Linked DNA regions of Mus musculus: region 2 is linked to region 1. A link is a contact called in public promoter capture Hi-C data. All regions are on one chromosome and are shown on one strand. The core of a region is the stretch at or near the end of the contact, and the rest is flanking DNA. Distances in the headings are between cores, read along the strand shown.

Region 1 (6,891 bases), core at 1,716-4,215:
TTCTAGAAACAGAAGGCTGTGAGGCCGGTTAGAGGAGTCATTTTGCATGCATAATCTCATAGGCTCAGGCTGAAGCCCCAGGTCTCCTAACAGAGTGACCTTCGGTAGATTTTTTTGACCCCTCTGAGCCTGTTTCTTATTGTGTCTATAGTGTCTATGCGCTGAATACAGAGTCTGTAGCAGGTATTGGTCTCAGCTCTTACACATATTAATTCCATTCCTAATAGCATTCTTCAGAAAGGAAACTACCTGTCTCCTCGTTCTGCAGAGAGGGAAATGGAGGCAAAGGTTGGGTGGAGGAACCACACTAAGACTTCACAGCTAGTAGCTGTCAGAATAACAAGAGCAGGCAGCCTGCCCCTGAGCTTTGCCTGGCTTCCAGCCCTGCACTGCCTGATCCGGTGGTCACTGGCCACCCCACACTACAGAGAGCTTCATCTTGGTTGACTGATATTGAGGATACAATCACATGTCGCAGACTGCACACAGCCTGGTTTCTGCTCTACTGCAGCCAGGCTTCCCTTAAAGTCTTGCCATCATCCTTTAGGAGGTGTTAAACTTACAAGAGGGTTTGGCTTGAGTTTCTAATTCAACAAAGAAAAATAATAAACTGTTTATTATTTGGAACCGAAAGGTTCCTGAAACTGATATCTGAAACAGCGATGTGTCTGAAGACAGCAGCACAGCCAGGTAGAACTCAATTAGCAAGCAGATTGCTCTTTGAGCCACCTGCACTGTGTGGGAAATGTGGTCTCCTTTGAATGGGGAGTAGCCGTGGTCCTCGCTTGTGCATTGTCTATAAGATGTTTATACGTGTACAAAAGTTTTGTCGTGATCTGAGACTGGAGGCCTTTACTTTTAAACTTTAATTTCAATTTTCTAAACAAGTAGTAACACAATGGGGCCACTTCCTGCTTACAGTGAGTGTTAGAAGCTTCGATTTGTGTGCATTGCGTGTGTGGTTTCTCAGACCCGGAATATTCAGGGGTGAAGAGGGGTGGCAAGAACTACGCATGAGCCGTGAAAATAGTCATTAATGGAATTAGTCTTTCACCCCTGCCTCTTAGGACTTTTATCAACCATTAAATGCAACAACTCCCAAAAGAAGAAAGTGTGATATGAGACACATTTAAGACGTCAAAGACTTTTGTATGGTGTGTGTGTGTGTGTGTGTGTGTGTGTGTGTGTGTGTGTGTGTGTGATATGTCTTGTTAGCACTTACTGATTGTAGAAATGATATTTCGAATATGGTAAATTAAGTACAATGAGATGTAACTACACCTGTTTCTTTTATTTTAAGGGGGTTTCTAGAATTTGTAACCACATACGTCTGCAGGGAGCACTGCTCCATACTGACCTCCTCATTGTAAACTTTGACCAGTTAACACAGGTGATGAGTCTAACACTAAACCTGAAACATGCTAAACACCCGAGGGCCATTATCTATATTAGTGACATCAGTGGCTTTCTCTGATTAGCAGGGAGCTCCAATGGAAGTATAAGGGACCGCATGGTGTCCACTCTGGTAGTCCACTTATCCTGACCACTGTCTCCACAGGCTAGAAAGCCGTAACAGTAAGAGATTCTTCAAAGTTCTCCAAGCTTTCATAGTCTCCTCTAGAGGTAAGGGAAGGGGGCACATAATTAGAGACATAGCATGCCTACAACTGTGCTTCTATGTGTGTATGCCTGTACATGTCTGGGGAGCGAGTGAGCATTGCCTGTGCATGCATGTGAGAGCGATGTCAGGTGTCTTCCTTAATCCTGCTCCACCGTACAAACCTGAAATTTAACCAATTCATGTAGCGAGTCCGGTCGGCAGGCCTGGGGATCCTCCTGTCTCTGCCTCCCCAGCTGAGGACTGAGATTACAAACAGATGCTGCTGTGCTGGTTACTTCCTGAGTACTGGGGATCACGCTCACACAGCAAGCTCTTTAACAACTGAGCCGTCTCCCAGTACTTTTTAAATGATGATGGGAAAATACTGCCATTCTGCTAGACATAAAAGGATTTGGTCGCTGATCTGGGCACAGTACAGAGAGGTTCAGTGGCCCCAAGGGTCAGGTTGCAAGCTGCTTGGTCCCCAGTATAATAGGGTGAAAAAGTATATAGAACCCTCTCGATAGAGAGCAGGGCTTGGTGCAAAGTAACTAGCTCATTGGGGCATTGTCCCTGGAAGGGGTTAATGTAGTTCTTTGGGGACCCTGGTTAGTTACCTTGAAAGGTTTTTGCAAACAGAGAAAACCTGACCCCCGAAGGCTTCCTAGATCAGCATGAAATCTCTTCCCTGCAAACATTCCCACTGAGGTGTCTTCTGCCATCAGATCTTAGTCAGAACTGTGCAAGAAGCCAGTGTCATGCTCTTGACCCTCAAGAAGAATATGCTAATTAGACCTCTTCTCTTTAAAAACTCTGTGGAAAGCACCCAATGGATCATGGATGTGAACAGGAGCTCAGCTTCCCAGCCTCCTGCATAGACTCACAAGGTTCCCAAAAGCAATACCTATTCTCCAAGGCCACCTGCCCACTCTGCTCCTCACAACCTACCAATGCCCCACCTACCCAGAAGCTAGGAAAGGCGCCAGACCCCAAGACCCACAAGTCTAGCTCCAGGGAACGATAGCAGGAACACCCCACCCTAGTACCACAATGACTGTGCTGTCCTACAGGCAACTCTGAGCTCCACCAGCCCCACCGTCTGCCAGGCAACCTCCCAGCTCTTCCTCCAGCCCGCAGTCCTGGCTCTGAAGTAGTATGTGTGGACAGGGAAAACAGCCAACTTCTCGCCGGGCTCTCTAACAAGTTCCGCGGGTCTGTTTGTTAAAGAAAAATTCCAGTGGGCGCATCCAACACATGGAACTCAAGTACAGAAATTATATTTATCCAGCCCACTGCCAAAGAGATCACATGCCCCGTGAGTCACTCCAGATGTGCTCAAAAACAGAGCCTCTGTGTGGAAGCCTGGTCCCCTAATCCCAGAGAGAGTTAGGTTAAGAGAGGTACCAACTTCTGTCCCACCCAAGAGGCTGCATCCGCCTCCATCCTGTGGAGCCAGGGAGAGGCCCTTGCTTTCCTTATAGACAAGAAAGGGCAGTAAGAACTCTGTCCTCTCGCTGAGAAGAGCAGGGGTCCACCTGCAGCCCCTGGGGTCCCGCAGGAATAGAAGGTCAGCTTGTCTCCCTCCTGGAAGATGTCCTGGAAGGCGCTGACGATTCTGCTGGTATTCTCCAGCACCCAGGCCACTGCGTCCTGCAGGTGGAGCAGGGGTGAGTTGTTTTGAATTCTTGTGTTTCTCTGGTGCTCATTCATCTTTCTTGAATAGAATTGTGGCAGTGGAGTAGAGTTAGAGGGAGGAAGGAATTAAAAGCCCCGTGCCTGCTTCATACGCCAACTTTGCCAGTGCTCTATGGTCCCTCTTGGTAAAAGGTGATAGGAAATACCCGGTGGAAGAGCATCGAAGCAGCCAATTTGGGAGCCCGATGGAGGTTGAGAAGCCATCGGGTTGCTCCTGCTGGTGAGCCAGAAAGAACTCTTGGGTGTTTCGGAGGATGGGTAAGGGTTCTCTGCAGATCCCTGCCTGCTGCTGCTGGGACAGACCCCCCGAGAGAAGGTATCAAACTCAGCTGCCTGTGTGATGGAATGGTGGCCACTGGGACTAACGCAGAGAGTTCTTGGCCACACTGGCTAAGAATGAGGTCTCCAGGATGCTATGGGTGTGCATTTTGGCAGCCAGGTAGAGCTGTGTGGTGGTGAGTGAGAGGGGAAAAAAAAAAGAACATTTAGGGCATCCACCCAGTGTGCTTGGCCCCTGTCATTCACATCAAGCCTCCATGGAAAGAAACCGGTGTGTGCAAAAGCTTTACTCTCATGCTGATTGATATCTTCTCTCTCAGATGCCGCTTCTGAGAACAAAGGTGGCATCTTTACTCTGGTCTGGCTGCACTTGGCAGTCACCGGGGACATATCAGGCCAGCTAGTTTATTACTATCAGGAAATGAAGAGCTGGGGGGTGTTATCCACTCCATGCCAGTCTGAGGAGAAATCTTCCCGCTGCCTACATTCAAATGAGTTCACGTCCCCAGAAAGACCTAGAAATCCAGCGTTCCCTCAAGTCAATCCAGACGCTCTTTATAGAGACCCCTAAGGGCATGAGGATTGGTATGGGGACATGAATGAACCCCTCCTTCTCAGGGACTATGTCAGGGAGGGAAAGGGAGGCCTGAGCGGCAGAGGAGAAGCACTTGCAATGGAAGAGAGGGGCTCGAAGCCCTTATTAATCCTCCTTGTGCTTAAGCCTGATCTTAGGGACTGGCTGGGACATAAGTGTTGCTGAGGTGCAAACAACACACAATGCAGACATTTCACACACATTCACACACACACACACACACACACACACACACGCATGCACACACACACATGCCTACCTGCCATTGTGCTGTCTTTAAGGGCAGCACTTCGGGGTGGAAAGCAGAGAGGTCTTAGAAATGGATTCTGTCACTTACGTTCATCGCACTAGGAGCACAACTTAATTTGCCAAAGGAGACAACGGCATGTTCTCTTCTTAAGGCTCCAGCTGTCAGGAAGCCAAGAGGGCACTGGGCGTTCAAGAAGGCTCGTAAACACCCCTGCAAGGACTCAGAGACTGCAGTGCTTTCTCTAACAAGCCACCTGCGTGATCTCTGGCAGGTTCCTAGCTTCTCTGGATGTTGTTAGCAAGTAGCATCCTAGCAATCACAAGACATGCCCTCAAAGGATGATTTGAGGATGATATTCAAAAATACGCTATGAAAATGATGTACATAAGCGTTAGTGGCTACTTACCACTCTAAAAAATATATATAAGCATTATTCCTTAATGAAAAGCTGAGTCTCTCCACATGCTTGGTAGCAACATCTGAGGCTCTTGGGAGAAGGTTTTTCCAGCAGGGACACGGGCTCTAAAGACCCAAGGCCAACACAAATGACCCAAAGGCCATTATGGGACAAAGTACGAAGGGCTAGATGTATGGTCAGAGACTGTGTTCGGAAGCAACAAGTGATGTGGTGTCCATCCAAGTTTCTTTAACATTCTTCCACGCAGTTGGCGTTTATTTTTTCCTTTATCTTAAACATTTTTTTTTCTAATTAAAAGAGGACACAATTTTTGTCACCTTCAGATCAGCTCGGTTGATAAAGTGCTTCCTGTGCAAGCATGAGAGCCTGAGTTGCCCCAGATTCCATGTTAAAAAAAATAAATAACCTGGGTATCTGGGTGTGGCAGCCTGTGTCTGTAATCCTATCGCTATGGAGACTGAGCATAGCATCCCACAGCTCGCTGCCACCAGCCTAACCCAGCTGGTGAGCTCCAGGCCAATGAGACATACTGTCTAAAGAAAATGGACTGTTTTCCTGAGAGTAATGCTCTTGAGGCCATCACATGGTACCTTCCTGTGTGTGTGTGTGTGTGTGTGTGTGTGTGTGTGCGCGCGCGCCTGTGCATGCACACACACACACACTAAAATAACTTTCCACAGGTGTTGTCCCTTTCACCTTATCCTTACTCCAACTCTGAACTGTCACCCTGCTTTCAATGAATTCCCTAAAAGGAGTTTAGGGGATGCTTTTCTTAGGAGACTGTATTCTTCCATCCTTACCCCCCACCACCACACCCCTCCCCCTTACACACTGCTCTATATAGAAAGAAACCCAAAAGGAGTCTGCCAACTGGCAGGCAGCCTTCTTCTGCCCCTTCTCCCAGGCTCCCCCTAGGCAGTGCTCTCTAGGATTCCTCCCTCCCCTGCCTCCCAGGGTGGAGATTCCATGGCCAGATCCAGGGCTGCCCAGTCCAGCCCCACCAGCATGACGAAGTCTCAGTGACTCACCTGTGGTTTCTGTGGTTAACAGGGCCAACCTGAGGACACTGACCTACACACACAGCCCATGTCCTGGCATGCCCCACAGCTTGTCAGGGCAATACCTGAGGGGAGAGGGCTTGCCTGACTTTATTTTTTTTTTTTCCATTTTTTATTAGGTATTTAACTCATTTACATTTCCAATGCTATACCAAAAGTCCCCCATATCCACCCACCCCCACTCCCCTGCCCACCCACTCCCCCTTTTTGGCCCTGGTATTCCCCTGTACTGGGGCATATAAAGTTTGCAAGTCCAATGGGCCTCTCTTTCCAGTGATGGCCGACTAGGCCATCTTTTGATATATATGCAGCTAGAGTCAAGAGCTCCGGGGTACTGGTTAGCTCATAATGTTGTTCCACCTATAGGGTTGCAGATCCCTTTAGCTCCTTGGCTACTTTCTCTAGCTCCTCCATTGGGAGCCCTATGATCCATCCATTAGCTGACTGTGAGCATCCACTTCTGTGTTTGCTGGGCCCCGGCATAGTCTCACAAGAGACAGCTACATCTGCGTCCTTTCAATAAAATCTTGCTAGTGTATGCAATGGTGTCAGCGTTTGGATGCTGATTATGGGGTGGATCCCTGGCTATGGCAGTCTCTACATGGTCCATCCTTTCATCTCAGCTCCAAACTCCGTCTCTGTAACTCCTTCCATGGGTGTTTTGTTCCCAAATCTAAGGAGGGGCATAGTGTCCACACTTCAGTCTTCATTCTCCTTGAGTTTCATGTGTTTAGCAAATTATATCTTATATCTTGGGTATCCTAGGTTTGGGGCTAATATCCACTTATCAGTGAATACATATTGTGTGAGTTTCTTTGTGAATGTGTTACCTCACTCAGGATGATGCCCTCCAGGTCCATCCATTTGGCTATTGCCTGACTTTATAAAGGTAAAAAAAAAATACACACAGAATAACCAATAATCATAACTATGTTGTTGTTAAGGACATAAAGTATCTCTAGTTTCTTACATTTATTTATTTCTACGTGTGACCAT
Region 2 (6,299 bases), core at 2,223-4,722, 1.6 Mb before region 1:
TATTTTCTTAATTTACATTTCAAATGCTATCCCAAAAGTCCCCTATACCCTCCCCTCACCCTGATCCCCTACCCACCCACTCCCACTTCTTGGTCCTGGCGTTCCCCTATACTGGGGTATATAAAGTTTGCAAGACCAAGGATCCTCTCTTCCCAATGATGGCCGACTAGGCCATCTTCTGCTACATATGAGCTAGAGACATGAGCTCTAGGGGTACTGATTAGTTCCTATTGTTGTTCCACCTATAGGGTTGCAGACCCCTTCAGCTCCTTGGGTACTTTCTCTGGCTCCTCCATTGGGGCCCACATCCAATAGCTGACTGTGAGCATCCACTTCTGTATTTGCCAGGCACTGGCATAGCCTCACAAGAAACATCTATATCAGGGTCCACTGCTTATTGTTTTATCTGCCATCTTTCCCCATTCTCCTGTCAATAGCTTGCACTCCAGGCATATGACTCTGTATTTAATTTCTGGGTTACTTGCTTTTTTGCGTCTCCTGCTTTCATTCTTGCTGTCCCCAGAAGGAAACGTCTCTTGCTTTTTTGTCACGTGACAGTTTCTGCTCATCCATTCTCTTCCCTGAAAGCTCTCTGATCCACTTATTATGCCATATATTTTCCCCAAGCTTAACACACTAATCTGATGCTTCCCTTAGCTGGCTCCTCAGACTGCCAATTTCTTTGATATAGTGTCCGACAAAAAGCAAACATTAAAAATGTATTTATTAAGTGAGTGAATTAAGGAAATGGAGAGGGAGTTTTAGGCTCTCTCTCCTGCTGCTACATTATGAAATCTGTCCTAATATTGGAATGAGGTTGTATCATGTTCTCTGTAGAATTGTAGGGAAAATTATGTTCAAGGCCCATTAAGTCAGAATTAGGTAATCAACCACCTAATGGTAAACCATTATTGCATGCTATTTTGCTGATCGTTGCTGGTATGAATAGGGTTTTGATTGTATATTTATAAGTCCTTCAGCTTCCATGTCCAAATGATAAATTAGAAATGTGTATTTGCCTTTAGTTTGAACTATTTTTACCCTTAATAACCTGTCGTTGCTTTTGTCTTTCTAAGCATGAGTCAATTCTCTAATCACAAGGGGGAGGAAATTCTAAATTCACATTCTGCAGTCCATTAGGACTTCTTAAGGGGTTAGGGGAGACCTCTAGGCATATGTCAGAGTCCTTCGAAGATTTGGAAGATGATCCCTATCCAAATGACTTGCTCTTAGAGTTAGGAGTATTTTAACAATTATTATATGTGATTAGTTGAGGAACTACTTTGCAAATTAGATGAATATTACATTTTGGTGAATTCAAAAATGCACTATATATTCATGCCTCTTTGTCTCCTGTAACCTTTAAAGTTTAAACATACATGCTGATTTACCCACACTGCCTAACTGTTCATCATCTACTAGTCTCTGCATCCTTAGGGAAATATTTATGCATGTTTCCTTACTGCTATGATTCTCTACCTGGCACACAGTGTGTTGCCTTACATTTATATATGTTAGGAATTAATATTCACTGTGGCCATCATAAAGCATCTTCAGCGCCACACCATCACCCTTGTGTGACATCTGCATGACATTGCGACACCTCTGGAAGAGAGGTGAATCAAATTGCTCAGGTTTATTCTAAAAGAACTTAGGCACATTGGCAAATGGGTTGTGAAACCAGAACGTGAAACCCTGTCCGTCTCAGTTTTCTCTTTTGTTCTCTTCCCACCAGCAATCCTATTTCCTACAGTCACAGCTGCTGCCTTTGGCTATTCTGAAACAAACATTTATTCTTGCAGAAATCTAACTTAGAGAAGCCCCATAGCCCTGCCGTTTTCCATCCTTACAAGTGCCCCTCAGCATGCTTGAGCACAGCACCCCTGCCCCTTCTCCCTTAGTCTGCCTGTTTGTGCTCTGGGCTCCTCTGCTCTGCTCTGTGTGTCTCCTGGGTAGTTGTGAACTAGAACGGGGAATCATCTGCAGAAATGGCCTTCCAGTTTGTCACAGACACCCAGATAACATGTCCTTATGTTCTTCCATCCAGGCAGTGTCACGGGACGTGTAGATTCACTGATGTTGGCTCCACATAACACAGAGGTTGAGATGTTGGCATTTGCACATAAACCTAGCTACTCAGGAGGCAGAGGCAGGAAAGTCACAGGTTCGGGGACAGTACAGAAAGTGTAATGAGTTTTCTTGTCTAAACAAAGGAACAAACAAACAAAAAACCAAACAAGCAGACAAAACTAAGAAAAGTTATGAGAAATGCACCTCTTTCAACTTTATTTACAAACAATAACTTTTCACTGGGGACCTTTTATTTTTGTACCAGAGCCAAGAAAGAACAAAATGTTTAATATATAATTTGACTTGAAGTCCCCAAGTAAAGAATAGGTTCAGGATTGGATGAGTGGTCATGAAAGATTGCCAACAGCAGGCATAGATGGCACATACATTATTTTTTATTGGATTATTTTATTTACATTTCAAATGTTATCCCTTTTCCCGGTTTCCCCTCTGGAAACCCCCTATTCCACCTCCCTCCCCTTGTTTCTATGAAGGTGCTCCCCCACCAACATACCCACTCCTGATCCCCCGCCCTGGCATTCCTCTGCACTGGGGCATCAAGCCTTCCACAGGACCAAGGCCCTCTCCTCTTATTGATGTCCAACAAGGCTATCCTCTGCTATATACACAGCTGGAGCCATGGGTCGCTCCATGGGTACTCTTTGGTTGGTGGTTTAGTCCCTGGGAGCTCTGGGGGTTCTGTTTGGTTGATATTGTTGTTCTTCCTATGGAGCTGCAAACCCCTTCAGCTGCTTCAGTCCTTTCTAACTCCTCAGTTTTCAGAGTAGAAGATAAAGTGAATTTAGTACTTCCTCAGAACTGTGCTGACACACTGTAACTGCATTTGTGTTCATTGTTAATAGGTAACAACCTACAGGGCATGTTATAGCTTTATAGCTGGGGGAATAAGTCCTTAAATAAATGCCTTGATATCACATAGCTACTAAATGGTCGAGTTAATTTAGTCCTAGATTCAATATCGAAACTATTCTGTTTTAACTTCACCACATTATTGGGAAAACAAAGAAATGATTGTCAGCATTAAGGTAAAATTGACAGAATTATTGAGAAGGGAAAAAAAGTTCCTCTCCTCTAACAAGAGTTTATTTACTGCTGTGTAAGTAATTTCTTTTTAATGACAAAAGAAAACTGAACAACAAAAAAAAAAATAACAACTTCTCCCTCCTGCTGGGAATGATTTGTCCCTGTAGAAAAAGTGAAATACCGATGTCACATTTTCTCATAATTAGTTAGCTGAGTGAAACCGAAGCTTCAGGGAAGCCTGCCATGGGAGTCTCTGGGGGAACATTACGTTTTAATGCAACATCTGGAAGCTGGAGTCCCACTCCCTGTCAGAAGATAAGCTTGGCAGTGATTGATGGCCCTGTCCTCCGAGTTTCCTCTCCATTTAGGGCCTCACACTTCATCATTTCCATTGCTCCTGGAATCACCTCCTCCTGCCCGGACAGCTTCTCTAGCCCTCAGCTCTTGGGTCCTTTGTGCTCTTAGCTTGTTGATTTTCCAAGCCTCTCAGAATGCTGTTCTGACAGCCGTCATCTGTGTGAGCATACAAAGATGTTTTCCAATGAGTGTCTGTCTTGGTACAGAATGGAAAAGAGTCTTGCCAGTCCATGTATCTGAGGAATTAGTATCCAAAATATATAAAGAACTAAACAACATCAACAACAACATTTTAAAAGAAAGAATGAATTGACCTATTTAAAAAATGGGCCTCGGAGCCAAACAGAATTTTCAAAAGAATGGTGCACCATAAAAATCATCACTAGATACTTTTAAAAGAGCACCAAAAATCTATTTCATTCCTCAGCAGCATCTAAATTGGACACACACACACACACACACACACACACACACACACACACACTCCTGAACATTCAACAGTCATGGGTCTCATGTCTGTGGTCATTTTTTTTTTTTTTTTTTTTTTTTTTTTGGCCACAGTAAATAGCTAACAAGGATGGCAGTGACCATGCTGGAAAATGTAATGACCATGGTCACAAACATCACATCTGTGGGTCGGGATGGACATTGACTGTACTTTATAGTATTGTCAATAACACATCCAATGATCTGGTACAAAATTCTTTGGAATATCAAAATCTATCCCTTGCTAACTCAATTTTTTGGGTTTTGTTTGTTCGTTTGTTTGTTTCAATTTTACATTTGTTATTTTCTGTGTGTGTGTGTGTGTGTGTGTGTGTGTGTGCATGTGCATGCACGTGTGTACTGCTGCATGCCACAGTGTACAAGTGGAGGCCAGAGGACACCTTGCAGGAGTCAGTTCTTTTCCTCTGCTATGTGAGTTCCAGGAGGTGAGCTTCCTGTGTCAGGCTGGGTCTTAGGCATCTCTACCTGCTGGGCCATCTCATCAGTCCTTAGCTCAGTTTCCTCATCTTTCTTTGTACTTGTGAATGAACACAGGGTCTCTATGTATTCTAGGCAGGTAGCCCACCACTAAGCTGTGTTCCTTTTCCTCTTTTGTTGCTTCCTGTTTTACCCATTTGGCCTTGGGTAAAGGCTAAACTGACTCTATAGCCCAGGTAGGCGTGGAACTACAATCTGAGTCTCAGTCTGAATAACTAGGATTCTAGGACTGTGCTATTAGGTTTGATCACTTTCTTTTCTTTCTTTCTTTCTTTTTTATTTGATATTTTCTTTATTTACATTTCAAATGCTATCCCAAAAGTTCCCTATACCCTCTCCCACCCTGCTCCCCTACCCACCCACTCCCACTTCTTGGCCCTGGCATTCCCCTGTACTGGGACATATAAAGTTTGCAAGACCAAGGATCCTCTCTTCCCACTGATGGCCGACTAAGCCATCTTCTGCTACATATGCAGCTAGAGACACGAGCTCTGGGGTTAATGGTTAGTTCCTATTGTTCCACCTATAGGGATGCAGACCCCCTCTAGCTCCTCCCCTGGGGACCCTATGTTCTATCCTATAGATGGCATCCACTTCGGTATTTGCCAGGCACTGGCATAGCCTCACTCGAGACAGCTATATCAGGGTCCTTTCAGCAAAATCTTGCTGGCATGTGCAATAGTGTCTGGACTTGGTGGCTGATTATGGGATGGATCGCCGGGTGGGGTAGTCTCTGGATGGTCCATCCTTTTGTCTTAGCTCCAAACTTTGTCTCTGTAACTCCTTCCATGGGTGTTTTGTTCCCTATTCTAAGGAGGAATGAAGTATCCACACTTTGGTCTTGCTTCTTCTTGATTTTCTTGTGTTTTGCAAATTGTATCTTGGGTATTCTAAGTTTCTGGGCAAATATCCACTTATCAGTGATTGCATATCTAATGACTCTTTTTTTGTGATTGGGTTACCTAACTCAGGATGATATCCTACAGATCCATCCATTTGCCCAAGAATTTCATAAATTCATTGTTTTTAATAGCTGAGTAGTACTCCATTATGTAGATGTACCACATTTTCTGTATCCATTCCTCTGTTGAGGGACACCTGGGTTCTTTCCAGCTTCTGGCTATTATAAATAAGGCTGATATGAACATAGTGGAGCATGTGTCCTTATTACCAGTTGGAACATCTTCTGGGTATATGCCCAGGAGAGATATTGCTGGATCTTCTGATAGTACTATGTCCAATTTTCTGAGGAACCACCAGACTGATTTCTAGAGTGCTTGTACAAGCTTGCAATCCCACCAGCAGTGGAGGAGTGTTCCTCTTTCTCCACATACTCGCTAGCATCTGCTGTCACCTGAATTTTTTTTATTTTAACCATTCTGACTAGAGTGAGGTGGAATCTCAAGGTTGTTTTGATTTACATTTCCATGATGATTAAGGATATTCAACATTTTTTTCAGGTGCTTCTCAGCCCTTCGGTATTCCTCACTTGAGAATTCTTTTTTTTTTTTAGCTCTGTACCCCATTTTTAATTGGGTTATTTGAATTTCTGGAGTCCAGTTTCTTGAGCTCTTTGTATATTTTGGATATTAGTCCCCTATCAGATTTAGGATTAGTAAAAATCCTTTCCCAATCTGTTGGTGGCCTTTTTGTTTTATTGACAGTGTCTTTTGCCTTATAGAACCTTTGCAATTTCATGAGGTCCCATTTGTAAATTCTTGATCTTACAGCACAAGCCATGCTATTCTGTTTAGGAATTTTTCCCCAGTTCCTATATCTTCGAGGCCTTTCCCCACTTTCTCCTCTATAAATTTCAGTGTCTTTGGTTTTATGTGGAGGTCTTT

The links. Promoter capture Hi-C pulls out the DNA fragments that hold promoters and counts their contacts.
Region 2: a contact with region 1 is called in a promoter capture Hi-C map of the 3T3-L1 cell line, with 6 times the contacts expected there. The contact joins the enhancer-like site here to the promoter of Fam180a in region 1. A contact is called at or near these places in 6 of 39 promoter capture datasets (the 3T3-L1 cell line, cranial neural crest, hippocampal neurons and 2 more).

The regions. Positions count from the first base shown.
Region 1 is chr6:35,322,215-35,329,105 of GRCm38.p6, reverse strand. It overlaps Fam180a (family with sequence similarity 180, member A), which reads left to right and starts at 2,965. Exons shown (of 3, transcript NM_173375.2): 1 at 2,965-3,267. The coding sequence starts at 3,192.
Region 2 is chr6:36,887,609-36,893,907 of GRCm38.p6, reverse strand. All of the region lies in intron 29 of Dgki (diacylglycerol kinase, iota), which reads left to right. Among named protein-coding and RNA genes, the nearest start is that of Gm52857, 13 kb to the left of the region's middle. Within about 2 kb of position 3,472, at least 37 of the 459 cell types and tissues checked have an H3K27ac peak or open chromatin away from gene starts, as enhancers often do.